3 separate regions of the Mus musculus genome follow, and all the other regions are linked to region 3. Evidence: chromatin contacts called from public Hi-C data. All regions are on one chromosome and are shown on one strand. The core of a region is the stretch at or near the end of the contact, and the rest is flanking DNA. Distances in the headings are between cores, read along the strand shown. Region 1 overlaps Ptprg (protein tyrosine phosphatase, receptor type, G). Region 2 overlaps Ptprg (protein tyrosine phosphatase, receptor type, G). Region 3 overlaps Ptprg (protein tyrosine phosphatase, receptor type, G).

Region 1 (4,402 bases), core at 145-2,644, 440 kb before region 3:
TTATGGATGGCTTCTCTAATCTCATTCTAGTCCATATTCTCCATGCCCTAAGTTTTATATGAAACATTTTAAACAAGGATCAGAAATGGAACAGCACTGTTGTGAAGACCTCTATACTACCTCCAACTTTCCAGTAGAATTTTCTTCAGACACTTTACCCCACTATCCACCATATGGTCAGACAATGAAGGCTGAACCCCACTGGCATTCTCTGATGCTCAGTCACTGCCAAACTCAGGGGTCCCCAGGTTCTAGTAGATGTCCTGGCTAGAACATTGTGAGACCTTGGAGCAGTGGTTCTCAACCTGTGAGATGCCACCCCTTTGGGGGTCACTTATCAGATATCCTGCATATCAAATATTTATATCACAATTCACAACAGTAACAAAATTACAGTTGTGAAGTATCAATGAAATAATTATATGGTGGGGGGGGGTCACAAGGAACTGTATTAAAGGGTCACAGCATTAGGAAGGCTGAGAACCACTGCTCCAAAGGGAACATCCCAGTGGTAGTTGCTACTAATTTGGAATAAAGTTTAAGGCTGTTAAAAACAACAAGGTGCCAAAGTATTGCTTTATGAAGACAAGAATGCACAGTACACAGACAGCCATTCGTCCCGCTGTCAACTGCTGCTTTCATTATCTATCCTGAAGAGCTGATTGATATATAAAGTGTCCAGAGAGACTAGACGCTAAAGATAATTGTGCTCAAACACATGTGTCCTCAGCTTGTCTCAGATCAGTCATATAGAACCTAACTCCCAGAGGTCTGTACAGCAAGGCTGGTTCAGAATCTCTGAACTCAGCAATCGGCTACCACTGACAACTGTGCTCGCAAAACCTCCTGACCAACACTGTAGTGCACAGGGGAGTTAAAATGGACAGATGTTTAAAACTGGCTGCCTTCACTGGGATTGAAGTACTTGCTGATGTTACAGAGTTCAAAAAAGGACCAGCAATAGTAACAAAAGACTATAGCCAGGTTTGCTGCCAATTACTAAGAGAATGACTAGATCAATTGAAGGGCATTTGTACTGTGGAGTATTAAGCAGAAATGTAAAAGAATGATCTAATCTATACTTTTCAACTAAAGGGGAAAAGACAGAAATACAGAGCGAGAGAGATGACTGATGAGAGACTTAACTGTTGCTTCTTCTGAGATCTGAAAATACAGGGTTGAAATGAAGAAATGACTTTCATAAGATAGATTCTGTACTTTTTACCACATCAATAAAACCTCTCTTCATAAATATTTGAATGGACAAGCACAAGACAACAACCTCAAAGGGAGATGAAGTGGAGCCCAGCCGCACACGGTCATAGGATGCACGGTCAGACAGAACTAGATACAGACATAACTGCAGACCAGTGCAGAGTTCCCATAGAGCTTCTGAGTAACCTTGGGGCAGTCTCAGAGTGAGTACATTCATGTAAACAGTATTTCTAGGAAGACACAGGGGCTTACTGTCTCCCAGAATCACAGAGCATGCTCATGTGGTTACTGTGAATGGTCGGTCACCTAGGAGTTATCTAGACACATGTGAACTCCTCTGTTCTTAAAAATGCAGTATAAACACTTTACAGAGAATTTGACCTTCAGACAACTCACTGAAAGAGGGGCTGTTTTACAATCATTTTAAAGACTAGAAAGGGAGGTTTGGACAGATGAGGAATTACTTCAAGGACACAGCTGGCTTGCTGACTTCTACAGATGAACCAATTTAAACACACACTTCTAAAGGTTCAGAGATACGATCTACATATGAGAGAGAACATTTGGCATTTGTCTGAATTTGGCTTATCCAACTCGAAATAATTATTTTCATCTCCATCCATTTACCTGCAAATATCATGATTCCATTTTTATAGCTGAATAATATCCTATTGAGATCATGGGTCATATGTATGTTCTATTCATCAGCTGGTGGACACGTAGGCTGTTTCCATTTTCTAACTACTGTCAACAGAACAGGACTGAACATAGATGAGTACATATCTCTGCAGTAGGAAGGACATACTGTCTTTTGGAATAAGCCTATGATGGCTACTGATGTTCCACATGGTCGTTTTCTTCACGGCATCCGCACTGATTTCTACAGTGGCTACACCAGCCTGTACTTCCACCAGCAGCAAATAATTGTTCCCCTTTCCCTAGATTCATGCCAAAGTTTGCCATTTGTTTTCTCGGCCTTAGCCATTCAGACTGGGATCAGGGGAGAAAGTAGAACAAAAGAGGTATGAATGGGAAAGTAGCATAAAGGAATAGAGGGATGAAACAGGGTGGAAGGTGGGGAAGGCAGTGTTGGGGGAGGGGGACCTAACACCTAAGTGCACTGAAACATGTATAGAAATGTACCATTCTAGAAGCTTCCTGGCATGTACGTACACATAAAAAGAGTTTAAATGAAGGTACCATATACAGGGAGTATGCTGCTCTCTGACGCTAGAGTCTATCAAATAAAATGCTCAGTGCCAAGTATGGGTTACTTTCTTTCCAGCTGTTAGGCAGAAGGTCATGGAGACCCCCAAAACAATACAGCCAATGGCCTGTGCTCTGGTTACCCTACTGGACTGGATGGGTGTTTGAGTCAGCGTACTCATTCTTAAGTAACAGGACATGAAGAGAATTGAGCTGGCACTGATCTGGACCCTTTATTTCATGCTAGCCTTGATAGTCAGGAGGGCCTATGCATGCTAAAAGAAAGGTAATCGGCAAAGAAAGGTACCGAGTTTGTACCCAGATGTAAACTCTGAAAGCTACCTAAGGACTGGCCTAGCAAGATACACTCAGGGGTACAATGTGGACTGGGTGGTCTTAGAGTTGCCCGTTTCTTTCTGGTTGCATTTAAGACCCACTCCATGGGACGGGGCTCATGCTTGGCACAGCTAACTGAGCCAAGGTCCTGTAGGCCATGGGCTCAAAGGAAGATTTTATTACTTTCATTCTGCTAAGTTGACACAGCATTAAACCATTCCTAAATGGTTACATTTATAGCAACAGATTAAAGCACACCTCTCTCCACAGTATTGTCTTCTTACTGTTAAGGGTGGTGAATACGGAGGCTCTCTATTGGTTGGAGTACAAGAAGAGACTGTGGAACTCTTAACACTTAAATGGGACATTTACATCATAAACCGTCCCGACAATACTCAGCAGAAAAGTTTGCCAGAGCCAGGTAGAGGAGGGCAGTTGTGAAATAGTGATTCCCGCACATGTCAGGGCCTTTGCTCATATGAGCTCAGCAGAAGCTGAGACTACATCAACAAGAGCTACACACTGTCACATCAGCCAAGATGCCAATGGATATAGGAGGGGCTCACAAGATCCCACCCTTCGCTGAGGAACTATTGGTAATTGACGGCTGTTGGGATGAGAAAGAATCAGTTTTCTTCAGATGTGGCCCCATAGGCTGTCCATGCTCCAAAGAATGGGCCAACCCCACGCACATATTGGAAGCACTACCTGGACTCAGGCTTAAAAGGAAATTAGCACACAATATTGGGAAGGAAGAGTGGTTATGGAGTATGGAGGGAGACAAAAGGGAAGGGGTAATCAAAGCATTTCATAACATCATATGAAATTCTCCAATAACTAAAATGCATACAGCTGGCAAGCAGACAAGATCTGCTTCTCCCTAGCAGATCTGACCCCTGGGACACCCCTTCACCACACATTGTGGGACATTTACTGTGGAGTCCCCATCTCTTCACATTATGATGACTGGCAGATGCCCAGATCCAGTTCAGGAAGAAAAAACTCGTGCCCTGGGATCAAGGTCAGTTCTGGTCGTAAGCTGCTGGGCTGACTGAATGGAGTTGGAGGCCTGTGGAAGGTGGGAACTTCAACTGAAGAAACTCCTCTCCATCCCCCACTGTGAGATAGACTTGCATTTTCCTGATTGCTGATTGATATGGAAGGGCCTAGCCCATTATGGGGAGTTCCTGCGCCAGGCAGATGGTCCTGGCACATATGAGAAAGGTAGCAGAGGAGAGCACAGTGACAGAAAACAGACCAGGACAGTGGCCATCAGCCATGCCCTTCCTCTCTGGCTTTGTCTTGACAGCTGCTTTGTGCAGAATCAGCTGTGCCTACCTAATGGTTACTAATACCAACCCTGATTTTGCCCTGTTCCCTCTACCGTACCAGGATCACACTGACCAACTGTACCCAGGATGAACTCACTGTGACAGAGAACACCTCAACTCCACAGACTATCAATCACAGGGCAGGAGCAGCGCTAGACAGAGTCCATCGGAGATATGACTTGAGCATGAACAGAATGTGGGCAAGGGAGACAGGCTATTCTCATGGAATTGACACCAAGTGAACATACATTCAGCTCTCTCACATACAACAAGGCACAGTTCACTATGACATTTACAGTTACATATGGTAGTTA
Region 2 (4,636 bases), core at 1,796-4,295, 490 kb before region 3:
CAAATATAAGTGGTTCCCTTTTTATGGCAGGATTGAAGCATTCCATTTTTTCCTTAACAGACTTTCATGTTACCTGAAATGTCTACAGACACAATTATTGTGTGTTTTTGAGTAGCTACAGACATGTATTCAAGAGATTAACCTTAGGACTCATTAACCAGCAGCTACCCACCCTGGTTATTTATTTATTTTACAGACAGGTTCTCAGACATGTATTCCAGAGATTAACCTTAGGACTCATTAACCAGCAGCTACCCACCCTGGTTATTTATTTATTTTACAGACAGGTTCTCTACAAAGTTCTGGCTGTCATAGACTCATTATGGACCCATGTGGACTGTACTGTTTAGTTGTAACTGTCAACAAACATAATCTACAACAATCTAGAACAGTGTTTCTTAACCTTCCTAATGACATTTAACACTGCTAATACCATTCCTCGTGTTATAGTGACCCCACCAATAAAATTATTTTGTTGCTACTTCATAGCTGTGACTTTGTTAGTAATGAATCATAATGTAAATATCTGATATGTGCAATGCACAAGGGGGTGTGACCCACAAGTTAAGAAGTGCTGATCTAGAATCACTTGGGAAGAGAGTTTTATAATTGAGAGATTGTCTAGATCCTGTTGGACGGTAGATTTGTCTCTTGGGAATTGCCTTGATTGTTAATTGCTGCAGAATGACACAGCTCCTTGTGGGTGGCACTATTATCTGACATGGGATCCTGGACTCTATGAGAGTAGACAAGGCTAAATGAGCACAGCACTCATTTCGCTCTGCTCTTAACTATGGATGTGAAGTAGAGATGAGCTGTGTGCATAATGACTATAACCTGCAACTGTAAGTCAAGAAACCCTTTCCTAACCCAAGCATTTTCTTGTCAAGGTGTTCTCACAACAGAAAGGAAACTAGAACATGTATGAATTTAAAAGGATTGAGTTTATCCACACCCCTGTGACAGCAAATGTGTTTCAGTAAAGACCAACCCAGGACCAAGGGGGTTAACAAGGCACCTCAGTGTCCAGCTGTCTCTGTGGTTCAAATTCCCTGTCAGGTGATAGAAAAGCAGAGCTTCTCGTGACAATAGGATTACACTCCTTCCTGTGTGCTATCACATGCAACAGGATAGAGGAAAAAGGGGACAACACTGAATCTCTTGGACTATGGGGAACCTAGCCTTACCCTGACCTGGACTCTAAGAACAAGAACCATTTTCTCAAATAGATGCAGAGTCCATGAGCTCTCTGTCAGGAATCTTTATTTTCATCCACATAATTCTTCATGAGATTTTAGGCGCCTTCAGCTATGCTGACAGGCAGACAGACCTGAAAACAGAGATTCCGATGTGACCACTGCAAGAATGGACTCAGAGAAAAAGTGAAAGGTCGACATCTGGTGTCAAACTAGAGGTCTGAGTTGCTGTTTTTCTTTCTCACTCTGACATGACCTCTGCCCACAGGCATGGGTGGCTGTATGCTTACATCTCAGGGCTATGTTTCCCACTTAACCTTGTAGTTAGTCATTCTCTCCAAGGACACCAGATGGGCCTTTACACACCTGGTTGGCATCATTCCCTGATGGTACTAACTCTTTGACAAGTAACACTTAACAGCTCAGTGAAGCTTTGAAGGCCCATACACTACACTACACCAAGCACCAACAAAGAGCCTCCATGTGAAACAAGCAATTCTCCATGTAGAACTAGCAGTTCTCCTCATGCTGCAGTTCCTGCAAACAGAGCCAGAGCGAGACACTTCACCATAATCACAAACATGTGGTAGCAGTGGGCTGCAATCTAACATCATGGCCAGTAACTTGAGCTACTGCGAATCTTCATCACAAGTCTCCTACGGCCTATATCCACAGTTTCCATCTAAGGCTGACAGCCATTTATTTAGTTCTTCAAATCCTCAAGGACCACAGAGACATGAGAAATACTCTTAAATTTTCATACTCACCATCAGGTAGTGGTGTGGAAGGGCACAGGTGGAGACAACAGTCAGGTCCCTGGTATTTGTTGTTTCAGTTAAGTACAGGGACAGCTGGTATGCAGGGGACGCAAAGGACCCATGAATACCAGCTCAGGGTACTGATTTTAAATGACAGTTTTCCTTTCCTGCAGCATTTTTCGGAGAGCTTTTATTCCACTAAAGCAGCCAGTCTCTAGGAAGATACACTAGATTAGACAGCATTTCTCAGCAGCTGATCAAGGTCAACCAGGTTCGAAGAATATTTCTAAGAAGACTAGAGCTGGGGCAGTCCAGAGCGCCACCTCCAGCAATGGTTCATAGCTTGGAGGACTGAGCGTGTCAGAGTGATTTAACTTCTTGACAGCATGGAGAACCGCGGCAGAGACTGGCCAGAACAATTCTAGGGTGGTGGCTGCCTAAATATTATTATATAGAGTTTGTGTGTATTAAGAGATAGAAGACACTGTCAACATAGCTACACAAAATTTGTCCACACAAGAACCATTTCCCCTTTGAATCTTCCGATCTCCACACTATACCATACTCCAAAGCCCTCACTCTGATCAGCTGGCTTCTAGTAATCCCCAGAGTCCAAGGGGTGTGGCCTCAAGCCTCAGAGCATACAATATTCAGACACTATTCTAGAAGCCTATAAACTATATCTTTTCATTGATCACCAAAATTTATAGCTCTTGAATTTCTCAGAAGCAAGTTTTATGAATGTAGAGAAAATGGGAAACAACCAAAAAGACAAGTAAATGCCCAGGCACTTAGAAATGCAAGTGGATCCTACAGGACAGAGTACCGCCTGCGACATCACTTAGTCTAGAAATACGAGGCCATGCAAATGTAATGCAGGCTGCATGCAGACTCAGCTGCCTCCTTGGGTAGCTGTCCATACACACAGGTCCTAGCTCCTTAAGAAACTTGCAAGGCAAAGCAAGGCCTGAGTCTTGATTTTTTTTTAAGCACCTTCTCTATTGCCAGTTTGCAGACGCTGTTGAATAACTCTCTGCTGAGCAGACAAATGGCTTCGTATTACTGAGTCATAAAAGGATATTTACTTATTTTGCACTCGATGCAGTCATGCTGGTGAAAATATTTGGCACCTGATTACAGAATGTCTGATGTAATCCAGACTAAAGTAAAATCAGTGATTGAGCATGTTGAGAAAAATAGGGCACCAGTCATGAGTTGGTAATTCTATGGCAATTAATTCCTTCTTGTGAGTGGCTTTCTCTTACCCTTTTTCTTCCAGCCGGGGTCCCATCAGGAGACAGAAACCACACCAGTAATTTGAATGTGGAAATTTTAATACAAAGAATTGCTAGCAAGTAAAAACATAGTTAACTATTGAAAATGGGCGGGATGAGAGAGGGCCCTGAAGGGATGTGGAAGTTAGAGCAGAGAGGAGTTACTACCTCTGGAAGAAAGAGAGGAGAAACATGGGAGGAATTCAATACATGAAGCAGCACCTTCCCCCAAGCCTGGGCTACTGAGCTACACAGAAGGAATATTCAGCCTAAAGCAAGGCAGTGGCCAGGAGGCAAGCTCCTGCTGCAGCACAGAAATGGCCCCTTCAAAAGTAAAGAGATGCTAAGAGGGGTGCTGGCCATGGAGGTCGTGGAGAAGTTTACCAGGAAGTACAGGCCACAGCAAATCATAGGAGTGGAGCTGGGAAGAGCTGCTAAGAGTCCTACCAGTGCATGATCACCAACAAAAAGCAAAGAGTCCTTCATCAGGGCAGCTCTAGGTGGGCAGGTGGGTGAGTTTGTAACTGGAAGGAAACAGCTGCCAAATGACAAAATCCACTCTGGAGCGCTTCAGTGAGAATGGAGAGATACCCACTGGCTCATCACCAGCAGTCACCAACAATTCTATAAGGAAATTATTACATTTTCCCACCCTCAGAAGAATGAAAAAGGAAGAAATAGTTGGTAATCCTAGTGGCTCAGGTGAATAAAAAATAATGAGGGAATGACTGAATACATATGTAAAAGGTGCTTTGTTGCTGCTGCACTTTATTTTTGTATAGGAGGCACCTGAGAGTGCGAGTAAGTGCGTGCGTGCATGCTTGTGCATGTGTATACACAAGTGAACAGCTACACATGTGTGTATGTGTTATCTTTAGATGCCAGAAGACAACCCTAGAGATCTTTCTTAAAGCCATGTCCACGCTGGTGAGCAAGCTTCAGGATCCACGCATCTCTCCCTTCCCAGGACAAGCACCATCGTCAAGCAAGCTTTTCCGAGTGAGTTCCCACACAGATCTCAGTATCGCTCAGCGCTCATGACAAAGCTGAGATTCTGAGCCTACCGACAATTCAAATGAAGACATAAGCAATCACAGGCGTGCCAGCTGTATGAGTGAGAAAGACACCCTTCTACAGCCCTCACATTTCGCTTTGTTCTCAGTCTTCACAGGAACGCCTTCCAGGCTTCTAACTTATAGGTAAGAAGACTGTGGTTTAACGAAGAAAATCAAGTTCCTAATGTCAAGAGTAGCTCAACCTCGATAATCCCCAGTGAGGGTAATCCAGCACAGGCAGCTACGACTCTCTTCAATAAGGTTCTCGTGTTGATATGAATGATTTGATTCATCATATGGGAACCAAAAGATAGCTTATGAAGCAGACTGCAAAGAAGACAAACATCCAAAGA
Region 3 (4,369 bases), core at 944-3,443:
TAAAGGCGTGCACTACCACGCCCGGCAAGAGAATACATTTTGTTTAATCAAGATAATACATTTGTATTGTTTCAGAACAGTGAGATAACGTTTGTTGTTTCTGCCACACCAGAATGATGTACTGCTATGAAGGCCCTGGCTTCACACTAATCCACCAAAGAAGTACACACTGTTGCCTACGTCTTCACTATATATGATTGTCACACCTAACTTCCTGGGCAACAGTCTTGTGACCCTGAGACTTAGACGCAGGCCTCGAACTCACAGAGATCCACCTGCCTCTGCTGGGGTACTGGAATTAAAGATGAGCACTACTCATGCCTGGCCCCCCCAAAAAAAAAAAAATCAATTTTTTTTTTCATTTTTTTCAAGACAGGGTTTCTCTGTGTAGCCCTGGCTGTCCTGGAACTCACTCGTAGACCAGGCTGGTCTCGAACTCAGAAATCCGCCTGCCTCTGCCTCCCAAGTGCTAGGATTAAAGGCGTGCGCCACCACTGCCCGGCAAAAAAAAAATCAATTTTAAAGTGCACATTTTCCAACTTTTTTTTAACATAACATTTTTATTTTTTTATAACATTTGTATTGATTCTCAGGAAATTCATATCATACTTCCCAGTCCTCCCATCTCAGAATCCATTCCCCATTACTAAAACCAATTACTAACTGTGAACAATCACATTTTTCTCTAAAATTAACTGTCTTCCTGCCCAGAGGTGTTTGTTTTGTTTTGTTTTGTTTCTCCAGAACAGGGCACAGGTAAAGAAAATGAGGACTGCATAGCTTACTTTTTTACAGTGTCCTTGGGGGCTGAAGAGAGAACTGGGCAGTTAAGAGCCTCTGCTCCTGCAGAGGACCCAGAATAGGTTCCCAGCAGCCATGTGGCAGCTCAGAACCATCTGCCACTGCAGTTCCAGGGGAATCTCTGATGCCCTCTTCTGGCCTCCTCAGCCACTGCATGAACATGATACACATAGACAAGCACATAAAAATAAATCTCTAAGGAAAACAAATAGGTAAAATAAAGATATTTTCCATGACTTCATTAAAAATACAGTGATGCTAATGTTTTATCAGTGGTTTCTTCAAGCTTTATTCGTTGAGAAGAAAACATAAAGAAATCCTGCATAAAAGTTATCTAAGTTTTGACTGTGATGTAAATGGTAATAAATTTCTTATCAATTATACAAACCAGTTACACAAAGCCGTAAAACTAAGACTCTATAAAGCTGTAAAACTGTACAGAAATGTTCATTTCAGCCATGGTCAATCCTCCCCACCCCTATAAAATAAACAAATGTAATTAAAAAACAAACCAAACTTGTAAATGTTGGAGTATACCTTTAATCTTTGCTTGCTACTCAGAAGGCAAAAGCAAACAGATCTCTATGAGCTCAAAGCCAGCATGGTCTACTTAACTAGTTCCAGGCCAGCCAGGGCTACATATTAAGACCCTGTTTGGGGGTGAGGATAGGGTGAGAGAAGAAAAGAGAATGAGAGAAAGGGAGTGTGTGAGAAAAAAGAAAGAGAGCTAGAGAGAGGGTATGTGTGTGTGTGTCTACTATCATCTCCTCAGGTAACCAAAGAATTTCTCCTTTGCCCAAGTTCTAGCATCCAGTTTCTTCCTTAGAATCAGGAAACTGTTGCCATACATTGATCTCAATGTCCAAACTTGGGGAATAAATGCATCGCTATAAAAAACAGTAATGGGAAATCCCACCGTAACATGTCTAGGTATCTTCTTTGCACAGCTCCTTATGATCAGCTTTCTCCTTTTGCAGAAGTGGGAGTTATGAATCTCTTTAAAGGACTCTGGTGCCCATCAAGGAAACAAACTCCTCACTAGCAGGTGACTCCAGCAAGCACAGCACAAAAGCAACCGGGAGTCTTGGTGTGTCTGTCTATGAAGGAGATGTTACTGTTGCACTCGGTATGCAGGTGCATGCAGCAGATCCAGATGCAAACTGAAAAGCAGACATCATCTGTGTTTTGACTAAATGAAAAACAGCTGTACACAGACAGGCTCTCTCCCTTTTAACCTGGATTAAGAAAAAGTGCCTTCATTTTCCCACAGCAGACTAAGGGTGGCTTTTCTTTTAAACGGTGAGCTAATTGTGACCATTCCCTGTGGAGTTCAGACCTGGCTCTGCTTAGATCAGGCCATTTTGTTGCAACATTGTGTCTCTTCCTGTAAACTATTTCCCTAAGCACACTGGCAGCCTGCCCTGCCATGCTTTATTGATAAGAGCTAGCCTGAAAGCAAGGCATCTAGATTATTAGCAGAGTGTAAATCACGGCCAAGCAAAATGCTATTCAGATCCACCCTACCCCACCACCCAACAGGTGCAGCTCCCTGGCCCAGAGTAAGTGGCAGGGAGCCCCGACTTAACTCTTACCTAATCAACACCAAACACCAGCATCTGGGGGTGGGGGAGAGGGTAAGCGGTCAGTGATTCATGAATTATGGCGGGTGAGGGCAGTTACCAGCCTCTGAAGTTGGCCCTGTCCTATAAACAACCTCCACGTGATAACTCTGCCAGTCCTGTGTGGACTCCTGGGATCTCAGAGGTACAGCAAAGGCGTGCCTTGCTTGCCTGAGGTTACCTCAGCCAACAGCTCAATTCACAGTAGTCTCCGGATGAAGAAATAAATGTCTTTATAAGTAACAAGTCCCAGTGTGCCTGCACAGGAGAGGTGCAGGACTCTGGGTTGTAACCCACCTATCGATGCCCCCCGAATAAGCTGCTTCTTCCACTAGAGTTTAGAACATGCTTTGTACAACCATGGTGCTTTCAAATCCTAGCTCATTTTTCTAATCACTTGAGAACAGGTTAGCTACTCCGTTATCCATGCTTGAGCTGCCGAGCAGGCACGAGGAACTACCTTCTGTGTCCCAACACCCACTTAAAAGCCAGGTGTGTCCGCTCCTCCTAGTGCTGGGGACGAAGAGGCAAGTGGGTCCCAGGGCTTTGTTGGCCAGCCAGTTTAAGTGATCTGTGAGAGCCAAAGTCAAACTCTGGCCTACACACACACACACACACACACGCATGCACACGAAACATACTGGCTTAGTACTTAACTCTGCATTTGAAATGGCATTTTGAAAAATAACTCTAACAATCAATACATATTCACTCCAAGTCACAGTGAGCACCCTGGGATGCCGTCTTAGTTTTTAAACACAGCTGTCTGTCTTCTGTCGACATTGCTGACAAAGCTCTAAATTCTTAAGGGAGAAAGAGAAGCCGTGATAATCCACAAAACTCTGCGTCTTTCCTTTGCCTTGGAGGTCCTGATGAGGCCCAGCTAGCTATTCAGGCATGCTGCTCTCTGTTTTCTTCTGTTTCCCTGACCACTGCCCTCCTTCCTAATCCCCTCCTCATTAAGAATGCCTCCATCAGAACGGAAATGAGGAGAACAGAGATGCTGAGTAAAGCATCGTGTTTATGATGAAACCTTCATTCATCTCAAATTCCTGAAATCGGGCGCACTTTAGCGAAGGGGGAACTGTGACACACCTAATAGAAGGGACAGACTTCCAGAGGGATCAGTTCTCCATGCCTTCCTCCCCCCACGCCATCCCCAGTCTCTCTCTCTCTCTCTCTCTCTCTCTCTCTCTCTCTCTCCCCCTTCCCCCATCCCTAAGCTGACAAACAAAGGCAATGTTGATCCCTGGGCTGACACAGGCATGAGGGGTCTCAGTGGGGACTGATGGGGAAAACTGCAGAGAAGCACATCTGCCCAGATTTGTCCTGACTCTGTGCATGTCACCTTTTCTGTCAAGCCACCACCACAGGAGGCATAGCAGCACACTGCAGGGCGATTCAATGTGTGAGATGTATCTGGGCTCTGCAGAACAGGCTTTTTCTCTCCACAGGCCCTCTCAAGGGACTGGGATGGACTCAGAGGCAGAGGGCTCGCCTACTGTTAGTACCTAGTTTAAGTACAGGCCGTCTTACAACAACCCCTTACACACACACACACACACACACAAATGCACACACAGCCCTACACCATCATCGATGTCAGAGTGAAAGGATGGAAGAAGAAAGCAGGGAAGAAATCAATGGCCGAAAGGTCAGACAACTCAGGGAAATCTGACTCACGGCCTAGGTTATCCAAGACCCAGGTAAAGCCAACATTCCATTTCTACTTGAAGCAGATACTGGCAAATGTACACTCAAGGAGAAGCACACAAGAACATTTGTGACTTGAAACACGGTATATTTTCAACATCGGAATACTACACAGCTATTAAAAGGACTGTGCTAATATATGAAGTAAATAAAGTGGGTTTCTTTTAAACTTGTAAGTGAACAAAAAAAGCAAGCAATACAATGATAAACAACTTTATTGCTTGTATAAGAATTGT

The links. A called contact is a pair of places that touch in the nucleus more often than the background predicts.
Region 1: a Hi-C map of Sertoli cells shows a contact between it and region 3, with 4 times the contacts expected there. The contact joins two enhancer-like sites. A contact is called at or near these places in 3 of 484 Hi-C or Micro-C datasets (Sertoli cells and embryonic stem cells) and 2 of 115 datasets of contacts at active chromatin or transcription factors (embryonic stem cells and oligodendrocyte precursor cells).
Region 2: a contact with region 3 is called in a Hi-C map of liver, with 2.7 times the contacts expected there. The contact joins two enhancer-like sites. A contact is called at or near these places in 1 of 484 Hi-C or Micro-C datasets (liver) and 2 of 115 datasets of contacts at active chromatin or transcription factors (both in embryonic stem cells).

What each region holds. Positions count from the first base shown.
Region 1 is chr14:12,016,598-12,020,999 of GRCm38.p6, reverse strand. The region is part of intron 4 of Ptprg (protein tyrosine phosphatase, receptor type, G); the gene reads right to left. Among named protein-coding and RNA genes, the nearest start is that of 3830406C13Rik, 270 kb to the left of the region's middle. Within about 2 kb of position 1,394, at least 8 of the 459 cell types and tissues checked have an H3K27ac peak or open chromatin away from gene starts, as enhancers often do. A contact at or near this core is called in Sertoli cells, where this site is marked.
Region 2 is chr14:12,069,505-12,074,140 of GRCm38.p6, reverse strand. The region is part of intron 5 of Ptprg (protein tyrosine phosphatase, receptor type, G); the gene reads right to left. Among named protein-coding and RNA genes, the nearest start is that of 3830406C13Rik, 210 kb to the left of the region's middle. Within about 2 kb of position 3,045, at least 34 of the 459 cell types and tissues checked have an H3K27ac peak or open chromatin away from gene starts, as enhancers often do. A contact at or near this core is called in liver, where this site is marked.
Region 3 is chr14:11,576,710-11,581,078 of GRCm38.p6, reverse strand. The region is part of intron 1 of Ptprg (protein tyrosine phosphatase, receptor type, G); the gene reads right to left. It overlaps Gm52128 (a long non-coding RNA gene), which reads right to left. Exons shown (of 2, transcript XR_003951168.1): 1 at 2,394-4,369; 2 at 1-1,961. Among named protein-coding and RNA genes, the nearest start is that of Gm52128, 5.8 kb to the right of the region's middle. Within about 2 kb of position 2,193, at least 55 of the 459 cell types and tissues checked have an H3K27ac peak or open chromatin away from gene starts, as enhancers often do. A contact at or near this core is called in Sertoli cells and liver, where this site is marked.